Linked DNA regions of Anas platyrhynchos: region 1 is linked to region 2. Evidence: chromatin contacts called from public Hi-C data. All regions are on one chromosome and are shown on one strand. Each heading gives the region's core, a stretch centred on a gene start, on an enhancer-like site or on the middle of the called end of the contact. The rest is flanking DNA. Distances are from core to core; before and after follow the strand shown. Region 1 overlaps FAM53A (family with sequence similarity 53 member A). Region 2 holds the start of FAM53A (family with sequence similarity 53 member A).

The links. A called contact is a pair of places that touch in the nucleus more often than the background predicts.
Region 1: a Hi-C map of subcutaneous adipose tissue shows a contact between it and region 2, with 1.8 times the contacts expected there. The contact joins the enhancer-like site here to the promoter of FAM53A in region 2. A contact is called at or near these places in 2 of 8 Hi-C or Micro-C datasets (F5 follicle and subcutaneous adipose tissue).

Annotation. Positions count from the first base shown.
Region 1 is chr4:72,267,580-72,273,586 of IASCAAS_PekinDuck_T2T, forward strand. FAM53A (family with sequence similarity 53 member A) reads left to right here. Exons shown (of 5, transcript XM_027455707.3): 5 at 1-1,141. The coding sequence ends at 268. Among named protein-coding and RNA genes, the nearest start is that of FAM53A, 71 kb to the left of the region's middle. Within about 2 kb of position 1,267, at least 1 of the 8 cell types and tissues checked has an H3K27ac peak or open chromatin away from gene starts, as enhancers often do. A contact at or near this core is called in subcutaneous adipose tissue, where this site is marked.
Region 2 is chr4:72,196,453-72,201,780 of IASCAAS_PekinDuck_T2T, forward strand. It overlaps FAM53A (family with sequence similarity 53 member A), which reads left to right and starts at 3,243. Exons shown (of 5, transcript XM_027455707.3): 1 at 3,243-3,401.

The DNA.
Region 1 (6,007 bases), core at 17-2,516, 69 kb after region 2:
CACACAAATGAAGACAATTGTGTCATCCCCATGTGACTCAAATGATCTTATGAACATCATCACCCCTGGTTCCAGTCCGATGAAAGAACAGCTGGATGAAGTAAGGCATCATGGGTCATGCCAAGGTAGCTTCAAAACAAGGGATTATAAGAAAGCAGCTGCAGTATGTGAAAGCGATGAGGACACAAGTGATTGTGAGAGCACTGAAGAGGGCATCTTTCCTCTAGACTGTGGGGACTTGGACCTAGAGCAGATTGAAAACAACTGAGACTCAAAGTTGTGTGCTAGAATCAGAGTTGTTCTAAATTAAAATGATAGAGGATTACCTTTGCCATGCATAATCCATGTCCCTGAATTTCTGTATTGCCTATCTTGGGCCTGTGTTAGAAATGTTTCAGGTGGGGGAAAAACGTAAACCATTGTTACCTGTTTAGTCTATTGATCAATATGTGGATGACAACAACAACAACAAAAAAAAAGTAGGAGGTTAAATGTTATTTTGAACATTAAGGAATAATTTTGATTATAAAATTTCCTAACAGATATTTTGCATTTTTATGGCTTTTACAGTTCTGGAGAAAAAGCATCTCTATTTTGAAATGAATTTTCAGAAGGGCATTCTATAAAACTAAATCTGTCTACAGTGATTCTGGTGCGGGTATATGTTGCTTTTGTTAAAGAGCTTAATGTGAAAAGTGAATTACATAATGAAATTGGTAATAAACCTTCAGACAGAACTCTTAAATACCTGGTTGACAACTGGTCCAAAACACTTAACTGCCATCTTTGACAGCGTCTGGTTAAAAAAAAAGTTCATAACATGTACAAATGTTCTTTTCATACATTCAGGACTTTTTGATCAAAATATGGTAGTAACCTTAAAGGTTAACATTTTCCATGATTTTACTACTTGAATTGTTTTCTAGCCTGAAGCAATGCTAATTTAGGTGGGATAAAACTGCAAGTAGCTGCCCACCTACTTGGTCATTATGTTTTCTGTGGTTCAAAAGAATGTACAACAAGAGCACTTGAACTTTTAGACAGGGACTTTGTAATGATCAATTCCCCAGGAGGTGATCCCTTCAGCAATACTAGAAGGAAAATAGTCCTTGAATTAAATAAAATGACATTTTGCTTTGCACTTGTGTCTGTTGATGAATTTTACTTGAGGAAAATCTATAATCTGGGGCATATTCTGCAGTGTGGTGTTTATGTGCAGAGCTGGGTGGAGGACAGACTTCTGGTCATCTGAAAAGGAAGTGAAGTCAAGTTAGTCTGGGGAGCTGGGGAATAATTCATGCTGGATCCCAGAAGTGTCTCAGTGATTACATACACCATAATTATCTCTAATGTAATATTGTATTCATTGCAGGCTATTGCAACACATACTTACTCCGTTAGTTCAGACGGAATAGGGATTTTCCTGGTCAAGGAGTAAATTAATTTCAAAATGGAGTTTTTAAATTGGATAGAAATGGACAGGCTTAGATTATGGCATTTCAGTGCATCATGTTGGTCTGCTTAAATCAGCCAGCTCCCTATGGTAACTTGTACCATAAAACCAAAATACAGCAACGTTCCAAGTCACCTAACAGCATGATTATATGAGAAAAGAGTATATTGAGGCTGAGCAAGGTGTGACCCAGGCTCCAGCCTTGTGATTAGGTCAGCCTTTGGTCATAAAAAAGAATTGGTCTGTAATTACTGAACCAGCTTATATAACTTACTATCTATACACAACTTTAAAAGCTTGGATAACCAGTAAGAAGCTCTAAATGTTTTTATTGCCTTTATGACTCCTACTGTATCTACCACAAAGAGCAGCAGTGGTCTGTGATACCGATGCTGGTATGCATGCATAGGGAGGTGCAAGAACACTGAAAAGACTTGTTAGGTTCTTGATGTGTTAATATACATTGCGTGGGAGATAGTGAAGCTGCTCACTGCAGCAGCACAAAGTCATCCTCCTTTTTCTAGCAGCGTAAATAAAGGAGATGGTACCAGAACAAAGCCTTCATTTCCTTCAGAAGCTCCTGTTAAATGTGCATCACACATAGGTATTTGCTCCTCTGTAGCAGAGATCATGCAGGTGGTGCTATATATACATGCACAAGCTATTAAGAACTATATGCAACTGAAAATCACTGGTTTTGCACTCTAAAGATCAGGTTTCAAGAAATGCTGAATGAGGTGCAGCTGTTTTTCCTTGTGGATAGGTGGGAGATGCACTGCAGTGTGGTGGTGATCTGTCATCATGGGTAATGGGGCTACCAAGCTCCTGCCGAGGCTGCAATTACTAGTTGCAGAGCTACACTTCTTTGTATTTTTCTTAATTGAGCAATAGAGGTAAGTAAAATTGAATCAGCTTTAAAGTAGGATTGTAGTGAAGGCCAATTGTACAACTGGGATCACTTAAAAGCCAATTTGCCTGCTTGAACAGTTAAAGCTGTAATGGCATGGAATGAGAAAACTAGCGTGGCAATCCGTTTGGCTCTTCCTCCAAGGAAGACAAGCTCTCCTGGAAGAAGTAAAAGAAGAAAATACCTCAAAGGGCATGAATAAAAGGAGGTAAGATGTACTTTGTCGAGGGAGAGGGGGGGAAAAAAGCTTTAGCAGGAACTGCAGCTGTTACGAAGACGGTGATAAAGCAAAGCCAAGAATAGAGCAGATAATACTCTAGCTCTGAATTATGAGATCTCAAATTCACTTCTCCAGCCTCAAAGGCAGGGTTCTGCAGTTCCCTTCTGTAGGTGCATTGTTTTCACTCAACACAAAGCCACATTCCTACCCCCATACTTGGGTCGGAAGGGGTTTCCCAAGTTAAAGTACAGATGTGTTTGCTTATGGTAACACAGGGCTCCAGTCCCATGGCAGCCAGCTGTTAAAACTCTAAATAGCCCTTTCATAGACACAGACAGAAAGGAGTGGTTTTAGATACTGAAGAACAAGTTTTGTGAAAGTAGGAAGTAGTAATTATCTAGTTCAGGCTCTTATTAGTTGGTGACAGGAAAATAAGTAGTTGAACAGCTGTGCAGGAACACAGAAAATGAAGAAGTTGGCTGAAAGGAATCTGTGCACTTCGTCTCTAGCCCCTAATGTAATCCCACATGAGAACCAAGAGTAAAAGGAATTACTGGTTAGAAGTTATTTCAGCTGGGGCAGGCTTTGGCCTTGCATCATACGCAAGATATCAAGACCTGCTCCAAAAGAAATTAATGGATGGTGAATTTGGCACTTCTCTTGCACTAGATTACAGGATAAAACCGAGGGGCTGTTTTGGGCAACTAAAGAAGGCAGTTTGCAAAAAGGGAAAACATGGTTTCAGAGATTGAATTGTATTTGGTAGTGGCTGAGCTAGGCTGTGAGCAGCTTGGGTCTGGGAGTGGTTTCCTTCCATCTCGCAGCCGGTGTCAGAACAGCAGACTTCTGCACAGGCTGTGGGAGTTACTCTAGGTCACTTATCTCTCATTTTTATTAGCAACCGGGCTAACAAAGTAGCATGCTTGTTAAATTTGCAGTCAACAGGAAGCTGGACAGATGTGAGAGATAAGATAGCATTAGAATTCAAAATAGTCTTGGCAACTTGCAGAAATGGTTGCAACAGGGAGGAGATAGGGAAAGACAAGATCCTTTTCAGCAAGGCACTAAATTTAGATGGGGTCGAACGACTGCACAAATCCAGTGTTGGGCCAACTCGTTAGTTCTTCCGATAAGGGAGCTGGGAGTTGGCCTTGCCAGTAGGAGAAAGGCGAGCTTCAGGCTAAGGTTCACAAACGGCGATGCGTTTGGCAAGGCTCACGAGGTGCAGGTGCTCCTGGGAAGCACGGGATTTAGTCCATGACTTGAGATACTGCGCTTAGGAGTGCAGAGTCCAGTCGAGAGGGGCACGGCTGATATGTTGGAGATAGGTTGGAACGTGGGAAAATGCACTCGAGGAAGCGCTGAAAGAATCGAGCTTGAAATCTTGCGGTAGGCCGGGCTTAAGTTGCAGCTAGGGTGAGTGATACTTTCTCCTGAGGCCTAACACAACAACCAAGGACTAGAAGTTGCAAGGTAAATAACTGCTGGAGGAAGACATGAGGATAACATCAAGGAAAGCACCCTGGAGCAGAAACAGGAGCTCCCAGTGCATGGTTCAGCTATAACACGTGACATGTAGATCCTATCCAGAGTTGCCATTTGCCAGAAAATAGGCCCCTGTTTTGTAAGCTTGGCCTAAATGGTCGTTGTGAAACACCTACATCTGTACCTGCCCATGTCCGAGTCCATTTTGGCAGGGTGGAGCCTGCTGACTTCACCTGCAGCTGGAAAATAAAGGTAAAGGTGCTGGCTGAGCTGTTGGGGCAACAACAGGCCAGGCCCCGCCGAACCTCTGACAACACAACTTTGACCAAAAGTCCTTGGTGGTGAGTGGCAGATCTCCTCGAAACAGTTTCTTGATCTCATTTTGCATACTGTACGGTGTTCAGTTTTAAAAAGTACCCAAGTGTGTGTAGATCTTGCTGTGCTTGCACACTGGGCTTTCAAAGCAGTCTCTGTTCCCTCACTGGAGATCATCCAGGGCAGCTTGGATTACCCAGGACATTTCCTTCAAGCTCATGTCTTGTGCTTAAACGAAACAAATGGGTTGGGTATGTGGCACACATAGGACCTGGCGCAGGAGCTGTGGGTTCTTCCACCACATATCCACGTGCCTTTTCCTTCACCAGCATCAAATAGCCAGGGGCTGGGACCCTGCCCCTGTGGCTGCTTATCCTTGGACCCTTTGGTGGAGCTCATTGGTTGTTTAACACACACGAAATATGGTTTCAGAGGAGCGTTGCTACCATATGCTTAGCAGCCCATTCTGGTGTTTTCAAAGCGAGTTTTGACATCGGTTGTTTTGGAGTTTGTGTGTAATTAACATCATCCAAGCTACTGCTCCCACCGCCATCTGGTCAGCACAGCAATCGCTGGTATGCTGAAAGCTGGTATTTACTAGGGGAAAATGAGGGTGCTTTCACTATCTGCTGCACTGTTTAATGTGGGATTTTTGCTGCTGCAGAGTAACTTAGGGCTCTGTGCCGTGAGTGATTTGAGCTGGAGGAGCACGAACTCTGGAGATGAGTTGAAAACTTCCTTAAAGCAGCATTTCATTTTTGACCCTATTAAAACAAAACCCAAACCACAAAATTAAATGTTTTATGACATCTCAGTTCAGACAAGGAAATGCAGTGCCCTGATTCAGGTAAGCCTTCCTGATGTTGACTGATGATGGGAATGTAAAGCGAGGGCTGTGCTGCTGGGTACTCCAAACTTGTGTCCAATTTGCCAAAACAGATGTGGCCGAACACCTCCCTGCATTAATGTGGAAGAAAATACCCCCAGAACACCCAGCTGTGGGCTGGGGAGACATCCAACTGTCCAAGCTGCCTTTCTTCTTTATCTTTGCTCTTGAACCTGCTTTGTTTTGCAACTACTGTATGTCAGGTGAGGTTTCTGACATTTTTGGAAGCATCAGAGCTGCAGCTCACGGCTAGGCAGCTATGGCAATACCTCGCTTGGATTTTTTTTTTTTGCAGCTCATGAGGCTGTAGTTCAGGATGCAATGGCCTGATTTTGGTGTGTAACCCTGCTTCACTCTCCCAGTGGCTTTTTCCATGCACAGAAATGAGATGTCTTCATGGTACAGAACACGTGGGTACGTGAACAGAGACTCTTGCATAACGCAGAGGTGCCTGACAGTGAAGTGCAGCTCTGCAGGCAGCTTTACATCTGCTGTTTGCCAATTCTGGGACTTGGCAATTTTCATCTCCTTTCATGCTTAGGTAGCATGGATTTTACTTTTGTGTATGTGGCTATTACAAGATCTTCTTCTGTTCTTCCTCTCTGGGTTATACCAATCTCCACACCCCCATCAAACCATTCTGTCCCCCATGCTGCTGATCTACGTCCCTCATCCCCTCTCATTTTGGAAATTCAGTTACAGAGCAGCACAGATGCAGTTTTCAGAGGGTTGAGTTGCTGA
Region 2 (5,328 bases), core at 1,993-4,492:
TAAAAAGAGAAAAAGAAAAATAAAAGAACTGAGCCGCATAGTCTCCTCCGTTTCCCTTCTTCATACTAGGTGGTAATTTGCCTAGGTAGGTAACAGTTTACTACCACACACAGCGCGTTAAGGTCTACTTATTTTCACAGGAGAGGTAAAGCCAACGTGCCACACATGCGTATCTACCATATTCTGACCAAGGAAGGAACAACTTTTCTTTCCCAAATAGCCATGCCTAGGAGCTAGGTGTCTTGAGATGGCATTTAAGAACTGCTAATTCCTTTATGTAAATGTTATTCCTATTTGTATATATAGGTCACGATGGACCAAATTCAACCTCTTATCTGTGTGTGTGCTGAAGACTTGTATACACACTTACTCCAGTATTTTGGGTTCCCCATAACGCTATCTTAGAACAATCATGCCATGCATCTGCTCCCCTAGATGAAAACTTCCTCTCAAGAGTCATTCTGATGGGCTCATTACACCTATATTGGCCAGTGCTGTATTGTAATGACATTTTTGTGTCACTACCTCTTTAGGTGGTTTTGTTGTTGTTGTTGTGTGGTTGTGGTTTTTAAATTTAGAAACCTGTCTACATTCATGTCTCACTGCTTTGTTGGAAACAGATGGCCCTTCCTAGAGACCACAGTTGAGTGAACAGACATCAACCACTTTAACATGTGGTAGCATGTTTGTAATTAGATATTTTGAAGTGCTAGACAATTACTATCAAACCTTGTCATGAGGGAAATTTAGGTCTGTGTTTACCAAAATCTGAATTATAACCTGGATCTCTGCCAGAGCTTTACTCCTGGGTATAAAAGAAGACTGTGGTTTAATACCAAAAGACATTGATTAAAGCTGCCACCTGCCCTGTCTCAGATAAGATCCTTCACTCCTATGTCCCTGATAGTCCCCTAGTCTTTGTTGACCCTTGTAGTTGTATGTGTTTTGCCCATGAGGTAAATTTTGAGATTCAGAGCAAACGGATCAGAGGAAATACAACCTCTGTATCATGACCAGCTTAGGGCACAGCTTCCCACCTGTTTTAGGACTACAGGGTTGAACAGGGTTGAAAGCAGCTCCACCCCAAAAGAACAGAGTATAAGCCATTGTCGGAATGGAAAAAAAATCTGATAAAGTTAGAGAAAAGAATGGAGGGTGATAAAAGGAATCAGGGGAGAAATTACAGGGGAGCATTACAGGAGGAGACCAAAGAGTTATCTACTCCATAAGGTAATTTAATTACTGTGAGGTTCTTATGTTGGTTGGAAGTCTCTAGCCTGTGGAAGTTGAGAGCTCACTGCTGGGGGAATGCAGCTGTAAACCCTTTCACATGCCTCCCCCATGGCCACAGGGATGGTTGTAAGTAAACTGTTGCAATCAAGAAGCAGTTGAGCTTCAGAAGTATGAAGTTCCCTCTAGTTTTACATTACTTACAGCAGAAATAGTGCAGGAGGCTGGAGGAAAGAAATTGTGGCTTAACTATAGCAACTATGAAAATGTTTAAACATGTAGGTAAGGGAAAATCAACTTTACATCAAAATCTCTCACCTCAGCTGTTAAACCCCAGTGAAAAACTTGGTTATAATGGTTGTGAAAGATAAAATTATGACAATTTTTAAAAACTAAACTGTTAATTCTAAGTTTAGATAAGGATTTAGCAATGAAATACTTCAGGGATAATTTGTTTTCAATGGGGAATTCTGTGTACAAAACTGATTACAGAATGGAGCCAAATCCCTGCCAAAGATATGGATAGGATGATGAAACAGATGAACTACAATTTCCCATGTACCAGAATTGACAACAAGGCCAGAAGCAAAATGAGCACAACCAGAAAGTATTTTAAGAACCAGGACTGAACGATGGGAAAAAAATCTGTGTACCTTTAATCACTTGCAAGATCTTTCTAAAGAGAGATAGGCGTTGATCTTCCAGAGAACTAATACACTAAATTAAGTATTCAGTGTATAATTTGTGAAAGGTATTCTGGTAAACTATCCGAAACGATTTCATCTTCAGGTTTATCAGAATAAATATGCACACGTTTTCAAGAAAATGGGTACTGTAGGGGTTATATATGGTGTTAAAAATGCATGTTAGTGACAAAAAACAGGTAGAAAAATGGTAATAATGTTTGAAGTAAGATTAGTTTTAAGGTATTAGTCTTCTAGGGTTAAAATTTGAAAGCCTGGAAGATAGCCAAGCTGAAATAAGGATGTCCCCGTTACAGAGTTTTGATCTGGACTCTGCTTTGCTAAACTCAAGATACTTGCTGCTGCATGGTCTTGTAATTCATTGAAATCTTACAGGATAACGAGATGAACGGGGAAACTTCTGTGTTAAAGGAAAGGTGTGGAAGCGAAGTGCAACATGCAAAAACCCAAGGACAGGCTGTGGAAGGCTGAAATAACAGCTGCTTGTTAAAGGGATGCAAAGAGCTTGTTAATGGTTACCACACGCCCGTAACGCAGCGGCGTTAGGCCTGTAGGCAGCAGTGAATCGGGGCTGGGCTCCTCACAGCGCTGGGGATTAGGAGGCACCGAGCAGGCCCTGCCCTGACAAGCGCTGCCCAAACACATTCCGCTGCCTCGCTGCGCCTGACTCACGGCTGCTTCTGAAAAAAACTCCCACAGGAACATATATATATATATATATTTGGAGAATAACGCGATTTATTTTATTTTATTTTTTATTTTTAGCCTCCATTTTGAGAGGCGGCAGAACATGGCACCCCTCCCGACCCCCCGCGGGACGCGCACCTGAGGTGCCTCAGCGGGCTGCCCGCCTGAGGGGGGCAGGCAGAGGGCGGTGTAGCCCCACGTTACGCGGCACCACCGCCGGGAAGGAGCCGAAATAAAAGCGGGGGGAGCCTCGCGGTGCCCGGCCCGCTCCCTCCGTGCCCGCCCAGCCCCGGCTGCGCCCCCCCGGGGCCGCCTCAGGAGCCGCCCCTCCTGCCCAGGGCCCGGCCCCGCCGCCATGACGGGGCCGGCTGTGCCCGCCCCGCCCCTCCACATTGCGCATGCGCAGAACGCCCGGCCAGGCTTCGCTGCGCCACGCGCGCCCTCCTTGCGGCTCTATCCGGGGCCGCGATGACGTAATGGGTCTCCCCCCTCCTCAGCGGCTCAGCCAATGAGAGAAGGGAACCGCGCCGCCGCAAGGCCTCCTGGGAGCTGTAGTCCGCGTGCGCACTCCCCGCCTCGCTCCGCAGAGCAGCCCCTGTGTGGGCGGGGCCGCCGCGCCTCGCCGCCCTATGGCAGGGCGGGTGAAAGGTCCGCGGGCGGGCGCGGCAACCAATGGGAGCGGGCGGGCGGCGGGAGGGGGCGGGGCCAGCTGTGTTTTGTTCAATTGCCATTGAGGAGCTCGGGCCAGAGGCGGAGGGGAGGCGGCGCGGTCGGGCGCAGGTACCGGCTGCAGGGGGGAACCGGAGCGGCGGCCGGGGGGGGCCCTGGGGGTGCAGCCCTTGGTGGCCGTTAACGGTCGCAGCCGGCCGTTGACGGCCGTTGGGGTTAGGGCTGGGGGCTGCCTGGAGCTCGGGGGGGGGAAGGGGGCTGGGTGGCGAGGCCTCGGCTGCTTCATGGTGTTGAGGGGGGGGGAGGGGGGTAGAAAAGCCAAAAATTAAAAAGAAATAAATAAAATAATTAACAAATTAATTAATAAGGTTAATGTGGATGTGCAGGGCTCCTTCGTGGTGGGGGTGCGGACCCCCCTCTGGGTGTCCCCGCACCTCAACCATCACGGGTACCCCCCCCTAACCCCCAGCGCCACGATGCCCGATCTGTGGCCTCGAAGGTTTTAAAACAAAATAAACTAATTCCTGAGATCTGCCGCTAAATCGCCTCTTTGTGCCATGCCAGCCCTTGCCCGGGCAGCAGCGCGGCTTTGTTCGGGCAGTTGGGCTCCAGCAACGGCCCCGTTGCCTGCACGGCCCGCAAGGAGGCCTGGATTTAACCGATTTGGGGGAAATTTTGGCTTTTATGGGGGGAGATCCCCCAAAAAGCAGAGGGGCTGGGTGGTGCAGGTGACCCCCGGCACCCCTTAGCATCACCCTTGTGGCAGGGCTTTTGGGGCTGAGCCCTTTCCCTGCAGCCAAACCACGCACCCCAAAAGCAGCCCTCACCGAAACCCCTCTCACAGCACCCCAACTTTTGGGGTCTTCTCACGAGCCCAAATCAGCCCTGATAAGGCACCGACTTGCAACGCCAAGGCCCGGGGATGAGCTGAGCCAGCTGGTCACGTCTATTTTCTGGTCCGCTGTGCTTACATTAAAATTAGAACAGTTATTGCAGCCCTCGCCTTGCCTCCGATGCGGGCTGCTAGAGAAATGTTTCCATCGCAGGCTTTTTTGGCAAGGAGCAGGAAGTTTCTGTATGTTGTGGCAAGCTGAAATATTTCTTCTGTGGGTTTTAATTGTGAATAGGCTGCGCGCTTCGAGACAGGGTTATGAAATCTGGAGGGCAGCGTTTCCTGAAAGGCAAAAAAAAAAAAAAAAAAGAACTTTCCTATCGCGGTGCGTGACTTGAGATCTGCTGTTACAGGAGGTGCAGGGCTCATAATCAGGGCAGGAGAGATTGTGATTGTATCTGTACAGTTATGGGGTTGCTGAGAACACCTGGCAGACATCTCCAGGGAGGCAGGAGGTCGGTATGTATAGGGAGCTAAAACATGTCTCAGGTAGTTCTGCATGAGGTGGTTTCCATATGGTTAGCATTGAATTCCAAACTAAAAAAATCACTTTGCTACTCATTTATGCTGAATTTCTGCAAAATGCTCTCAGTCCAATATTTTTAATCTTCTCTCATTTGTGTCAGTAACTGCTCTTCATCGCATAGAAGTGCAAGCTGGCTGTTAGACAAACTTAAAATACTGATCTGCAGGATCCCCCTAATGATATCCTGAGAGGATATCTTGTGCTGGGGCAATCTGTCTGTCCTCTAGCGGCCTGTACCTGCCAGTGTGTAACCCCTAGTTATTGTCTCTTAAGTGGAAGAATTCAAGCTGATTAAATCATTATATGGGGATATTTTACATTTGGGGTAGTTAAACTTCCCTATTTCCTCTTGAAAGCTGTGTTGTGCAGGCTGCTGTGATTGGGAAGGAGGAGGAGGCTGGAAGAAGAACTGTTTGTATTTGCAACATTTGAGTTAGCTTTTGGAAGCTTAGTGTATGGCATAAAACTAAATTTATGAAAATGTGGTGGGCAAATAAACTGAAAGCCTAACTTTATTGAGGGATTTTTCAATATATTGCATTAGCTGTTTTATTTTGGGTGGTTTTATTTCTCTGTCTAGGATTTATTCTTTTCCTATAGGAATTCCTTGGGAGTCTGGT